Linked DNA regions of Mus musculus: all the other regions are linked to region 1. Evidence: chromatin contacts called from public HiChIP or PLAC-seq and promoter capture Hi-C data. All regions are on one chromosome and are shown on one strand. The core of a region is the stretch at or near the end of the contact, and the rest is flanking DNA. Distances in the headings are between cores, read along the strand shown.

Region 1 (3,041 bases), core at 325-2,824:
CTGTCTTGAAAAAACCAAAAAGAAAAAGAAAAGAACAAAATGCTTCATGACTATGAATGTTATTGTCTAAAATTTTGGTAAGCCCTGATCCAAGGATGCCTGTATCTTTGCAGAGCAGGGAGGGACAGAAATCTACCTCTTCCAGAGTCCTACAGACCCAGGCAAGCTGGGGTCCTGCACACAGTCTTAGGGAATACAGTATAAATTTAAGTGTTAGTGTGACGACACACTGGGCAAAATTCCTCAGGAAGCATATTAATCTCTAAAGTAACAAAAATCATGGAGTCAGCTATTTGCTGGATACCAAGAAAAAAATAAACTGACAGGAAAATGGCTTTTCTTCTCATCAGTAAGGGGGTGTCTGATAACCCTCAGAAGTTTCTGTAAGCCAAAGTCCTGGGCACCCGCCCTGCCTGACCTTTAACCTTCCGACCCATTTCACTTTGAGCAGATTTTTTTTTTCCACCCAGGGGACACTGGCTACAGAACTGCTCAGCGGAGAAGCAGGCGCAGCTTCCAGCATCCACACCCGGCTGCTCCCGGTTCCCTGGGGGAATGAGTCACTTTAATCGCAGTGGGTGAGATCTAATCATCGCCCAACATGCCGCCTGAATCAGGTCCGAGAGACGTATAGTGTCCCTATCCCCGCCCAAAGAGAAATCCACGCTGTTTTGGAAAAGGCTGGGTTAAAGGCTCCATTACTAGAAAGACCAAGATGACATCATGCTGGGGAGGGGCGTCTAGGGCCGGAAACCCCTCGACTGTGCCACAAACCCCACAGACTCCCCACCGCGCCCCGCACTCCCATCGCTACACCTAGATCTCAAGACACCTAAGCCCCGCACCTCAGTCTGAACACCCACAGGCAATCTCCCAACTGTCCAAACCCATACATGCAATCACTCTACCAGGGGTCCGCACCCCAGATCTCTGCCTAACATCTCTGCTCCTACCCCAACCCCACTGCCAGATTTGCACCTCCAGGACCCTGCCCCACTCACCAGCACGAATCTTCACTCTACACCTCATCTTCGGGTCAGGACTTGGGACACCACCACCATCACCCCAGTCTGGTCCCCCCGCAGCAGGCTACCAACTCCCGCCAGATGTGCACCCAGGACGCGCGCTCTGCACCCTAAGCGCCCGCGCGGGACCCCCGCCCCACCGCGCGATCTGCACTCCACAGCCCTCCTTCTCAAGCCTGAGCGGACCCGCGCACCGGCCCACACCCCTCTCCCCGTTCCGGCCGAACCCCCCAGACCCCCGGCCGCACCTGCGGACCCCCGGCCGCGCCCCCGCTCAGGCCCGCCCGGCGTCTGGCACTCACAGTTGCGGATGTCGGAGATGAAGACCGCTAGGCCTCGCATCCCGTCCCCCTTGGATACGGCCGGCATCTTTGCGCCCCGGGAGCGGCCTCGGCGGCGGGCTAGAACAGCACGGGCGCGGCGGTCACGCCGAAGAGCCCTGGAGCGCGGAGCCGCCTAGCCACAGCCGCCTCGGGCCCCCGAGCGCCGCTCGCTGGGCTGCGCGCGCGAGCACGCACGACGCACGCGCTGGCGCGCACGCTGAGCCTCGCGCCCGGCGACGGGCGGTGCAAGAGAGCGTGCGCATTCTCGCGGTGCTGGGGGGCGGGGGGAGGACGAGGAGGATGGGGGCGTGGCGCGGGATAGAGCCGGATTGCTGCTTGGAGAACCGGAGCTGTGCGGAGCGCGCAGGCGCTACACCTCCTGGTATCACCGCCTGGTGAAGGATCCTTCCAATGTATACCGGAGTAGCCCCGATCTCGCTCTCACGGGTGAGCCCGGCTTTACCTAGACAGAGACACTGACACCAGTGCGGGATCAACCCAGTGTCACACAGGGGTGTAGGGGAGGAGCGGGCTGCACTAGCACCTACAGCAGTCAACCTTTGCCTGTGCAAACCGGCCCCAGAGCCCTGGCAGTTGGACTGACCTACCCCAGGCCACCGGCGTGGAACCGGAGTGAGAGGCGTTTACAAGCCTCTAAACTGGGACAAAAGGAAGCGCTACTCCAGGTTCCTACTTCCCTTACAAATGGGGAAACTGAGGCTTGAAGCTAGACTGACCACTCTTGCCGAGGTGACTGTTGTCTGGAGTACAACCTCTCAGCATTCATCCAGGCCCCTTTGCTTATTGCTTCTGCTCCCCTGTTCCCCTCTCTAGCGAGGTGGCCCCATTGGATCCTTCCTATGGACCCATTTTGCAGAAGAGCGGGATTGGCCCACCACTCCAGGAAGTGGAGATCATGGTGGCTCTTCCCTAGCTCTCTTCTGTGAAGAGGAAGCTTCACACCTAAGGTGGTTATCATGATCCAGACCCACTAGGCAGAACTCTCTGTCCCTTGCTTTTATACAGATGTGGTAGAGCCTAGTCCAGAGAATAAGAGGCACGACCCTCCTATAAATCAGGCAGTCCACCAAGGTCCCAGGACTGATGGAAGAAACTGAGAACATAATAAGCCAAATCTCTGGTGAGGCTGCTGAATTTGCCTGACTTTTTAAGAGGTGAAAGAGCCAGCACCAGAAAATAAACTTCCTCCAGCTTGTCTGCACCATCAAAAAGATGCTTCTGGGCCATATAAGGAGTGCTGGACAGGTGGCAATAGGAATCCCATTGCTTATGCCCAGACAGGAATGAGACTGCAGGAGATTCTCAGACTCCTCCATTGTACTGACTCTGAGAGTCACCACAGCCATCCTATAGTTAGTATTTTAAATAATTTCATTATAAATTATTTATTGAAAGGGGTGTGCAATGTGGAACTCAAAGGACACTTTGTGAGAGTCAATTTTTTTCCTTCCACCTTGTGAGTCCCAGGAAGCACCTTTACCCACTGAGCCATGTCTAAAAAATGGTTAATCTTGGTTGTCATATTGGATAGGATCTACTACACTCATCATGAAAACAAACATCTGGACACACCTGTCAGGAAGTTTCTAGATTAGTCTGATTGAGGCCCACCATAAATATAGGCTGTAAGGGTCCTGAGCGGAATAAAAAGGAACGGGGTGAGCAACAGCAT
Region 2 (3,041 bases), core at 329-2,828, 1.9 Mb after region 1:
TCTCTAGAACTTCAAAGGGTACTCATTATAAGAGGAGAATTTCTGGGTCATGAGTCAAGTACATGCCTCAGTTTACTTAGAGCTCCCAGTTTTTCGGTGATTGTCACTTTATCCCCACCAGCTGTGTGGCACATGCAGCTGTTTGTCCCCACCAGGACCTCTATCATCAGGCTTCTTGATTTTAGCTGCACTAATGGGTTTGAATGTGGGAGGCATTTCTTTGTGTTGTTTCTCTGATTACTGGCAACGGTGGCGGCTGCACTCATTCCCTGCTCACTGGGTAGTCAAGTAGCTCACGTTGTCAAGTGTCTATCCAAGTCTTTGGCATCTTCTAAAACTTGCCTGTGATTTATCCATTGAACTCTTATATAATCTAGACACAGGTCTTGTATTAGATTTTATTATGAATGTTTTCTTCTAACCTGTAGTCTACCTTTTCATTTTCCTAACAGCTTCTTTCAAAAGATCAGAAGACTCTACTTCTGAGGAAAGATTTTATCTGTTTCTCCCTCTGTGGTTTTTTAGTTTGCGCCTGCTAAGGTCTCACGGGCTCATGTGCTGACTCATAGTCCCAGCAGGTGGCGCTATTTCGAGAGGTTCGGTATTCTTTAAGAGGTGGTGTCTGGCTAGAGGAAGTAGGTCACTGGGGGCGTGGCCTTGGGGACTGCGGCTTTTTCCCTTAGATCTTGTATACACGTTTGTCCTTCTGCACGCCGTTCTAAACGCTCATTTAGGATACTAGAGTCAGCTTTGTCTTTGCCTATACGCCTGCTAACCTGCTGCCCACCTGCTGCCCCGGGGATCTCCATCATTGCCCACCGACCACTGCTTCTCAGCTGATGAAGCGCAGCTCCTCCTGCAGCTCCGGGCTCTGCCCCAGCTTGGACCTCCAAGACTACTATGTCTTAATGAAAGTCATCTCTAAGAGTGATCCTCGAACAAGGGCTCTAGAGCGTTTGTGGCGTCCCCCCACCCCACCCCCCGCATCCTTCCTGATCCCAGAACTGCTCCAATTCCAAGGCTTCTTGCCCAGGCAGCAGCTACAGGCGGGTCTACTCAGTCTTCACTCCTCAGATCCCTTAGATAATGTCACACATGTAGACCCGCCACAGGTGGCCCTTGCAGATAGAAAGGGGCACGCTTTCTGAGGCTGGCAACTTCCCTGTCCGACTGGTACCCAGCAGCCCACCTTCCTGCTCTGGTAGGCATCTTCTGTTAGATCTTTTTCCTGCATCCGTCCAGCCCGCGCTTACCGGAGCAGGGAGGTTTTGTGGAGTTCCCTTGTCTTTCTGTGCCGCAACAGAGCAGGACACAGAAACATGGGTGGATGGATGGGAGGTGAGCGCAGCCTGGCAAGGAAAGTGAAGACAGCATGGTATGGGTGCCCTGGGTGCCAATTCAACACTCAAGAGTTCTTGACCTGGCCTCACTCGGTGTCCATCAGTTCCGCTCCGCCTGCTTCTTGTCTACTTCCCCGCCCCCTTCCCCTCCCTACTCCCAGCGTCACGGACTCCTCAAGTGTAGCCCCGCCCCGAGCTCCCGCGTCCTTGGTCTGGGCCCCGTCTCTAGGCAACCGCTACTGGTCCAGCAGTGGAGCTGTATAGTTGAGGGCCTCCAGGGCCATGGACCTGATCATAACGCAGGAACTGGCCCGTGCCCGGAATCAACAAGGTGGGTCTCACTCTAACTTTGCTGATGGGAACCCCTTGACCTAAGTAGAGTGGCACAAAAGTCCGTGATGCGATGCGGTGGATACAGTTGTTGAACCCTGGCCTAGTCGCTGAGTGGGGATGGTTGAAAGCAACCTGGCCAGGAATTCAGACCCATATTTCTGTGCCAGAGGAAGGCTCTTCCAGGGACTGTGGACTGTGTCTCTCTGACATACCTATGCTGGGCCCCTCTGCTGATCCTCTGCCCGATAGATGCAACTGCCCTGCGAAGAGCTTATGAACTGATCAAGTCTGCAAACCTGGGAAAGTCGGAGCTTGACCCCACAGAGAGCTTCAGCCCGGACCTGTTTGTGCTGTGTGCAGAGCAGGCACTCAAGGTGAAGCCCTTGAGTGACTGGCTGTCACTGGCACACAATGAACCTGTCCCCACCTTCACATCTTTGGGTGTAAACGGCACAGGGTTAGGGTGGATGGGACATTTGATGAGTGTTGTGAGTATAGAAATGACCAAGCTAGCCTCACCAGTGACCCAGAGCGCCTTCATCCTGGGCATCTTCCTTCCTCTTCCTGGCTTCAATCTCCTACAGATGAAAGAGCCTGAGATAAGCGAAGACTGCATCCAGATGTACTTCAAAGTGAAGGCGCCAATCACTCAGTTTTTGGGCCGAGCGCACCTGTGCAGGGCCCAGCTTTGTGCCCCACAGTCAGAGGAAAATGTGGTAAGACTACCCCTCTCCACTTCTCACCCCACCTCCAGGGATGGCAGCAAGGCAGGTCTTAGAGAAGCTTTAAAGCAAAATGGGACTGAGGAACCAGAGTCTCCTTCACAGTGATGCAAAAAACATCGGCAGTTCCCATTTGTGCTTTTCTCTCCGCTCGGTACTCGCCAGGTGCCTGACATGAGTCCATATGACCTCCCACCTCTGCAAGGGGGTGCTATGACCTTTCTGTCTTCTCTCCCCCAAAGCCCTTCCTGGGCTGGGCAGAGCGGGAGGTGGGAGAGTCTGGAACCCACAGGCACAGCCAGCTGTGGTTGCTCAAGGGTCTTCGCTGTCCCCGGACTGTGCATAAGCTGGGGTGAAAACCAGTTTGCATTGGATGCCAGGAATGAAGATGAGCAGCAGTGGGTGCTGGGGTGGCTAGTTGGCTCACCTGGGTATTCTTTGTGCTGTCTTAGGAAGAATTTGAAAATTGCGTGACACAGTACATGAAGGCCATAAACTTTGCAAAAGGAGAACCGAGGTAGGTATGCTGAACTGTCTGTCTGCTTCTACTTGATTGCATAAGACTCTGGTGCCCACAGAAGCAAGCGATGTCATTTCTCTTTCTGACATCCATCCCTTCTCCTTTCTGTTTTGTGCTTGTAACGAA
Region 3 (3,041 bases), core at 236-2,735, 1.5 Mb after region 1:
GATTTTTAAGGTAGGTGCTAGGGATTGAACCGCAAACTTATGCACTTCACAGAATGAGCTGTCACCTCATCAATGCACTACCAAAGGATCATGGGAGTTCATGGAAAGGAGTCACTTTTTAAAGGAAGCAAAGAAGCATTATTCTAAAAGTTATTCCAGGAATTATTCTCCTTAGGGCAGTCTAAACAGTCATGCTAACAGACAGCTTTGTTGGCAAGTTTATAAAAGTAAGCAGAGAGAGAGAGAGAGAGAGAGAGAGAGAGAGAGAGAAACCCTAGGGGGTTCCATGGGAGAAGTGTGAAGAGCACACAGGGGATTCCATGGGAAAAGCACACACACTTGGGACAGTCCCCAGTGCCCTGCTGGTAGCATCAGAGGGCCATGGAAGACACCACACCAGCACAAGCACTTGCTAGCACCTCACCCTCTGCTCTGTTAGTGTCCTCACTAAGATTTGATTACAGTGTCTGTTCCCAGGCTTAAGACTGGGGACAGTCACAACTGGGTCCCTCACGTACCCTCTGTTCGTCTTGGGCTTATCAAATCGGAAATCCGCAGGGTACAGGTGTAGCCTCACCATGTGATCCTTCCGGTCTTGGCTGGTCTTGAACTTCTCTGGGCAGCTTTCAACCAAGCACTGGTACTACAAAGAATAAAGTGTCACCTCTACTCTCACCCTGCCCTAAGCCCTAATCCCAGTCACCACTGCAGATGCACCCAGTGCAGTCAGCACCCACCATGTCTTGCCTCTGGGCCAGGATCTGAAACAGAGAGTCGTGCCATTCCAGGATGTGGACATCCAGCAAATGCCCAGAGGGGAAGGCACGGTTGCAGAAGGAGCAGGTGTTTCCATGCATCATGTGGTAGTGGTGCTGGTAGTCTTCTATGGCGGCAAACACTTGGCAACAGCCAGCCACCTGACAGGTGAACTCAGGCACCCTGGGAAAGGAGGTGTGTCTCTTGGAAGAATGTTTCCCCCTTCCCCCAACTATCCCAAGGCAGGAATTCCGGCGGAACTTCTTACCCATATTCCAGCTGAGCCTGAAACAAGAAGAGCGCTTCTTGTGCCACCCCAAACCTTACTAACAGACTAGGGGAGGGAAGTCCAGCCAAGCCATGCTCCTGTTAGGGCAGGGTGGTGCTAAGTGGATGCTACTCGGGTGTCAACTGGGAGGGGTCGGAGTCCCAGGGTGTAAGCGGACGAGAGAGGAGGAATCAGGATAGCGCTAGCAAGCCGAGTAAGGCCTCGAAGCCAAGGTGCTCACATGGATTTTTCCGGCGTCTCGGACACTTGCGTGAGCATGTCCTGCAAGTACAGGTGCCGCTGCACATCCCCATCCTACAGAAGACACGCGTCAAGAGCTGTGGGTGGACTCCGGCATCGAAGCCACGCCCTACAGCTCGGAGCCACGCCCCAACCCATAGAGCTGTGTCCAGCCCCTTGATCCGGTCCACAGGTCCGGTCCCCACAAGCCCCGCCCACAGCGACAGTCTTGCTTCTAGGCCCCTCCCTGTGGGGCTCAGGACATCTTCCGCCCGGGTTGTCACGCACCTCGAAGAATTCGTGATCCCGCGGGAAGCGCACGGCACGCGGCGCGAATCGGAAGGGTGCCTCCCCAGCCGCAGGGTTCCTCTCCACGGGCAGCGGTTCGGCTGCCCCCGGCTCCCCGGCCAGGCGGGAATATAGTGCAGGGGGAAGCAACATCACCACGGCCGCCGCGGCCCTTCGGCCACCGTCGGAGGGGTGGTGACGGACGTGACGTCTACTAACTTCCTGTGGCGACCCTGCGGGGCGGGACGCGACGCGCGGAGGTGAGTCAGGGCTGGGTCTGTGTTGTGGCGGGAACTGGTCGGAGAAGGGCGGGGCTGGAGCCGGGCGCGGGATCGGGTACCGGAGCCAGGCTGGCCTGCAGCGGGGAAGAGCCTGATTCTCTTGGGCCTCTGCCGCCGGCGGTTCCGTCCGCCAGCCCGGGCTTGTCTCGCTCCACGGTGCGACTGCCTCTCTGGCTCTTTCAGTCCTCTCCAGGAGTCCAATTGGAGGCAGTGGCCTTGGGAAGTTCGTGGTTAGTGTGACTCCTCTCTTGACAGCCCCGCGGTGACTGCGGTGCTGGCCTGCGGGTTTTCTGCATCTGCTGCTGGTGCTCGGGGTTCAGGGGTGAAGGGATCAGGGCCTGCTGCAGTAGAGACAGGTGTGGAAAGAAACCCTAACCTAAACAAAAAGACGATCGAAACGTGCGGCTGACACTTTGAGGGGCTTTAACTTTGCTCCTCTACCAAAGTAGGTCACCCTCCCCCAGTATGAATATAAGTGTCAAGAAAGAAGGGACGCTACTGTTTAATAGATACAAATGAAAGCCTTTTGGGATTATTCTCCCTCTCTCTCAGCCCAGGCCTTGCTCGGTCTGTTTCTCTTTCTCTCTGTTCTGGATTCTTCCAAATGTCTCTGGATGTTTTCTCTCTTATTTATAGTAAAACCTTCCCCCTAAGGAGAGGGACCTGGGGAGCAGGGAGAGGCACGGGCGGGGGGGCGAAGAAGAGAAGGAGGGAGGGATGAAGGAAGGAAAGCCTTTCTGTAATTAAGCCCTGGAAATGAGCGTTTCTATGTCTTTAGACAGCTGCTTATGACCAGGCGTGATATCATCTCTCTCACTTTTGTCTCTGTAAAAGTATTTGGATTCTTGACATTTTGCAAATGATAAAATGTTTTTGACAGGCCATGTCTTGGTTAGGTGTTTTGTTTTGTTTTTTGTTTTTTGTTTTCGAGACAGGGTTTCTTTGTGTATCCTGGCTGTCCTGGACAACTCACTTTGTTAGACCAGGCTGACCTCAAACTCAGAAATCCACCTGCCTCTGCCTCCCAAGTGCTGGGATTAAAGGCATGCGCCACCACTGCCCGGCTTGGTTAGGTGTTTTGTTTGGGGGCTTTTGTTTGTTTTTTACTGTGTAGTCCTGGCTTGTTCTGAGACCAGACTGGTCTTGAACTAGGAGATCTGTGACTGTCTGTGCTTCCTAAGTGCTGGGGATTAAAGGTGAATGTCTCA
Region 4 (3,041 bases), core at 316-2,815, 1.5 Mb after region 1:
ATGTTGGGCCTGGAGAAGTGGCAACATTATTAAGGACACTTGATGCTCTTGGATTGGTCCAGAGTTCAGTTCCCAGCACCCATGTTGACAGCTCACCACAGTTGCACTTTCCAGCATCTACCCAAGAGCAATAGAAGCATGTGTCTAACGAAGACTTGGTCAGGAATGTTGTTACATGTCATGCAACAGACACAAAGGAGAACAATTCAGATACCTGTCTGCGGACAAGCCGTGATTCACGACAGCAAGAGGGTTCCAGTCAGGGCTGGAGAGATGGCTCAGCGGTTAAGAGCACTTGACTGTTCTTCTGAAGGTCCTGAGTTCAAATACATGGTGACTCACAACCATCCGTAATAAGATCTGATGCCCTCTTCTGGTGTGTCTGAAGACAGCTACAGTTTACTTTTGTATAATAATAAATAAATCTTTAGGCTGGATTGAGTGGGCTCCACCAGAGTGAGCAGAGGTCCTGAATTCAAATTCCCAGCAACCACATGATGGCTCACAACCATCAGTACAGCTACAGTGTACTCATATACATAAAATAAATAAATAAATCTTTTTTAAGGCGGATTCCAGTCAACAGCAAGACAGAACTGTGAACAGAGAGTACTGCTGCCTCGAGCGGAAGACCAGGAGAAGCACGGCCACTAGAGATGCCCTGTGTGAAGCGAGGCATACTATCAACTAAACATCTGTCCAGTGCCTTCTGCATATTACCATTATTCAGGCACCAGTGACCAAGCAAGACAAGGCCAGTCCTAGGAAAGCTTCCAGCCCAGAAATTCAGACATGGAAAGGCGTCTAGAGGAGCGCCCTCTAGGTCAGAGGCCAACCACAGCTGTCCTGACCCCAGCTTCTATTGTGAGATCTCAGGGGAAGGAACAGGCTCTCCCTTAACCCCTGGAATCCCAGCTGGAGGAGCAGCCAGGGCTCCTCTGGTCTCCTGGTTGCCCCCCTGCAGTGAAGTGACATGAGATGTGAGAACTGGTGTGATGTATGCCTTTGCATGCTGTGTGTGTCAGGGGTGTAAATTGTGTATGAAGTGTGTCTTAGCAATATGTAGCCGGGCAGTGGTGGCGCACGTCTTTAATCCCAGCACTTGGGAGGCAGAGGCGGTGGATTTCTGAGTTTGAGGCCTGGTCTACAGAATGAGTTCCAGGACAGCCAGGGCTACACAGAGAAACCCTGTCTTGAAAAACAAAAAACAAACAAATAAACAAAAATCAACAACAAAAAAAAAGAAAGAAAGAAAGAAAGAAAGAAAGGAAGGAAGGAAGGAAGGAAGGAAGGAAGAAAGAAAGAAAGGAAGGAAGGAAGAAAGAAAGAAAGAAAGCAAGCAATATGTGCGTATGGGAGGGTGAAGTGTGTATCAAGTATGTGAAATGTATTTCGTGGGTGTGTGAAGTGCTTGTGTCAGGTGTGTGAGTGTGATAAGAGACAGTGCAGAGATCTGCCGTGGGAGGGGGTGTGAGGCCACCTGAGCCACAGTGGTCCCTCCTCCAGCCTGCATCTCCATGGCAACCACAGCCTCGCTCTCAGGCTTCAGCCCCTAGCCCGCCCCGCCTGGTGGTGAAGCGCCTGGAACTGCATCCTCCGCATCTACACTGCATCCCTGTCCTCCCGCGACTGCGTCCTGCAGCAACTGCCTGTGAGCCATTTCCACGTTTCTCCTTTTGGAATGGGGACGAGGGGGCCAGCATGTGTGCGTGGGTGTGCAAGGGTGCAGGGATGTGAGAGGTGCGAGGAAGGGGGCGGGTGCAAGAGTGTGTGACTGTGCGTCTGTGGGATGTACGTGCAAAGATATGGGTGTAGGGGTTGAGAGTCTATGTGGGAGTGATTTGACTGATCCGATGTCTGCCAGAGCGGTGGAGCACAGCCATCTCCTTCCTGTGGTCTCCACTAGAAGTCAGGTTGGCCCCGCTGGCTCCGGTGGAGGGTGGTCATTAGACCTCTCGGGACAGTTGGGGGCAGCAGCTCTGCTGGCTTGAGGTGGATGGAAAGGTCCCTAGACCTCAAGGTATGTCGAGAAACCCCTACAGGCCAGTGGCAGCCTGGACATTAGGAAGAATTATGGCTGCTCAGCCTGCACAAACCCCATATGAAGCTGCAAATCCTTATCCTGGGCATAGTAGGGTAGCAGGGGCGGCGGGACAGCTGGACCTCATCTCGCCCAGTTCATGGTGACTGCAGACCCCCTCCTTGTGGGCTGGCTCCACCTCTGCAGGTCTGGGAGAGCCAGTGGGAGCTGTGCATCTCCAAGGTGGCCCAGGGGCAAAACCGTCAGCTCCTGTTCGGGTCTGACTGCTGGGTGCTGGGTGTTAAAAAAGGAAACAGCTCGATGGAGAGAAAGGGATTAGCAGAAGGGGTGTTGCCCAGAACATTGAGCGTTAGGGCCTGATGGGGGTCGCTGAGTGAAGGTTAAAGGATGGTAGGAGGTATGATAGCCATTTGTCTCAAACCACCTGCCGCGGGGCTTGGCTCTAGATGCTGGGCCACAGGTGGCTGGTGAGTGTCGGGAGCCACAAGCAGCTGTGCCCCTCCTCTCTGTCCCTCTTTGCTTGGGCCCCACAGAACAACAGCCGTTCAAACTGGAGGCAAACATCTATGACCTAAAAGGCTTGGGTGCAAGCAGACCAGGGTGGGCACTGCGGCAGCGTCGTAAGAGGAGAGCACGAGCCCCCACCAATGTGCACTTCTGTGTGACGCAGCATGAAAGGGTCCGTGTGAACGTGAGTCTGTGACCTCTAACCCAGCTTTTATGGGTTTTCAAATAAAAATTCGCATCCTCCAATATTTGTCCGTCAGCGTCTTGTTGGTGCATAGACCGTGATCAGAGATACCCGCCCCACCACCCCCGGAGAGCGCTGAAAATGAAAAACAAACTCTCGGGAGACCAAATGACAGAGTGGGATAGAGGGGAGGACCCGTGGATGATGTTAGGAAGTCTTCCCAATTCTAAACCTTTATGACCCCTATCATCTTCCCAGCGGGAACCCCAAAATCCTAGATGGAATCTTCTGGTGTGCTGAGAGAAGGTG

The links. Promoter capture Hi-C pulls out the DNA fragments that hold promoters and counts their contacts. HiChIP or PLAC-seq counts read pairs in DNA pulled down with a chosen protein or histone mark. Capture Hi-C pulls out chosen DNA fragments and counts their contacts.
Region 2: a contact with region 1 is called in a promoter capture Hi-C map of cranial neural crest. The contact joins the promoter of Cfap46 here to the promoter of Ap2a2 in region 1. A contact is called at or near these places in 2 of 39 promoter capture datasets (the C10 cell line and cranial neural crest).
Region 3: a promoter capture Hi-C map of pancreatic islet shows a contact between it and region 1, with 4 times the contacts expected there. The contact joins the promoter of Tubgcp2 here to the promoter of Ap2a2 in region 1. A contact is called at or near these places in 1 of 484 Hi-C or Micro-C datasets (B cells), 1 of 115 datasets of contacts at active chromatin or transcription factors (thymic regulatory T cells) and 2 of 9 other capture datasets (adipose tissue and pancreatic islet).
Region 4: a contact with region 1 is called in an HNF4G HiChIP or PLAC-seq map of pancreatic cancer cells. The contact joins the promoter of Caly here to the promoter of Ap2a2 in region 1.

The regions. Positions count from the first base shown.
Region 1 is chr7:141,560,713-141,563,753 of GRCm38.p6, reverse strand. It overlaps Ap2a2 (adaptor-related protein complex 2, alpha 2 subunit), which reads right to left and starts at 1,574. Exons shown (of 22, transcript NM_007459.3): 1 at 1,328-1,574. The coding sequence starts at 1,394.
Region 2 is chr7:139,682,352-139,685,392 of GRCm38.p6, reverse strand. Cfap46 (cilia and flagella associated protein 46) reads left to right here and starts at 1,578. Exons shown (of 59, transcript NM_001302546.1): 1 at 1,578-1,671; 2 at 1,923-2,047; 3 at 2,258-2,389; 4 at 2,848-2,912. The coding sequence starts at 1,623. Gm32680 (a long non-coding RNA gene) reads right to left here and starts at 1,339. Exons shown (of 3, transcript XR_389968.2): 1 at 1,254-1,339.
Region 3 is chr7:140,035,118-140,038,158 of GRCm38.p6, reverse strand. Tubgcp2 (tubulin, gamma complex associated protein 2) reads left to right here and starts at 1,485. Exons shown (of 18, transcript NM_001286007.1): 1 at 1,485-1,812. Zfp511 (zinc finger protein 511) reads right to left here and starts at 1,768. Exons shown (of 6, transcript NM_027201.1): 1 at 1,553-1,768; 2 at 1,266-1,339; 3 at 738-939; 4 at 519-643. The coding sequence starts at 1,705.
Region 4 is chr7:140,081,072-140,084,112 of GRCm38.p6, reverse strand. Caly (calcyon neuron-specific vesicular protein) reads left to right here and starts at 1,565. Exons shown (of 5, transcript NM_001190385.1): 1 at 1,565-1,651.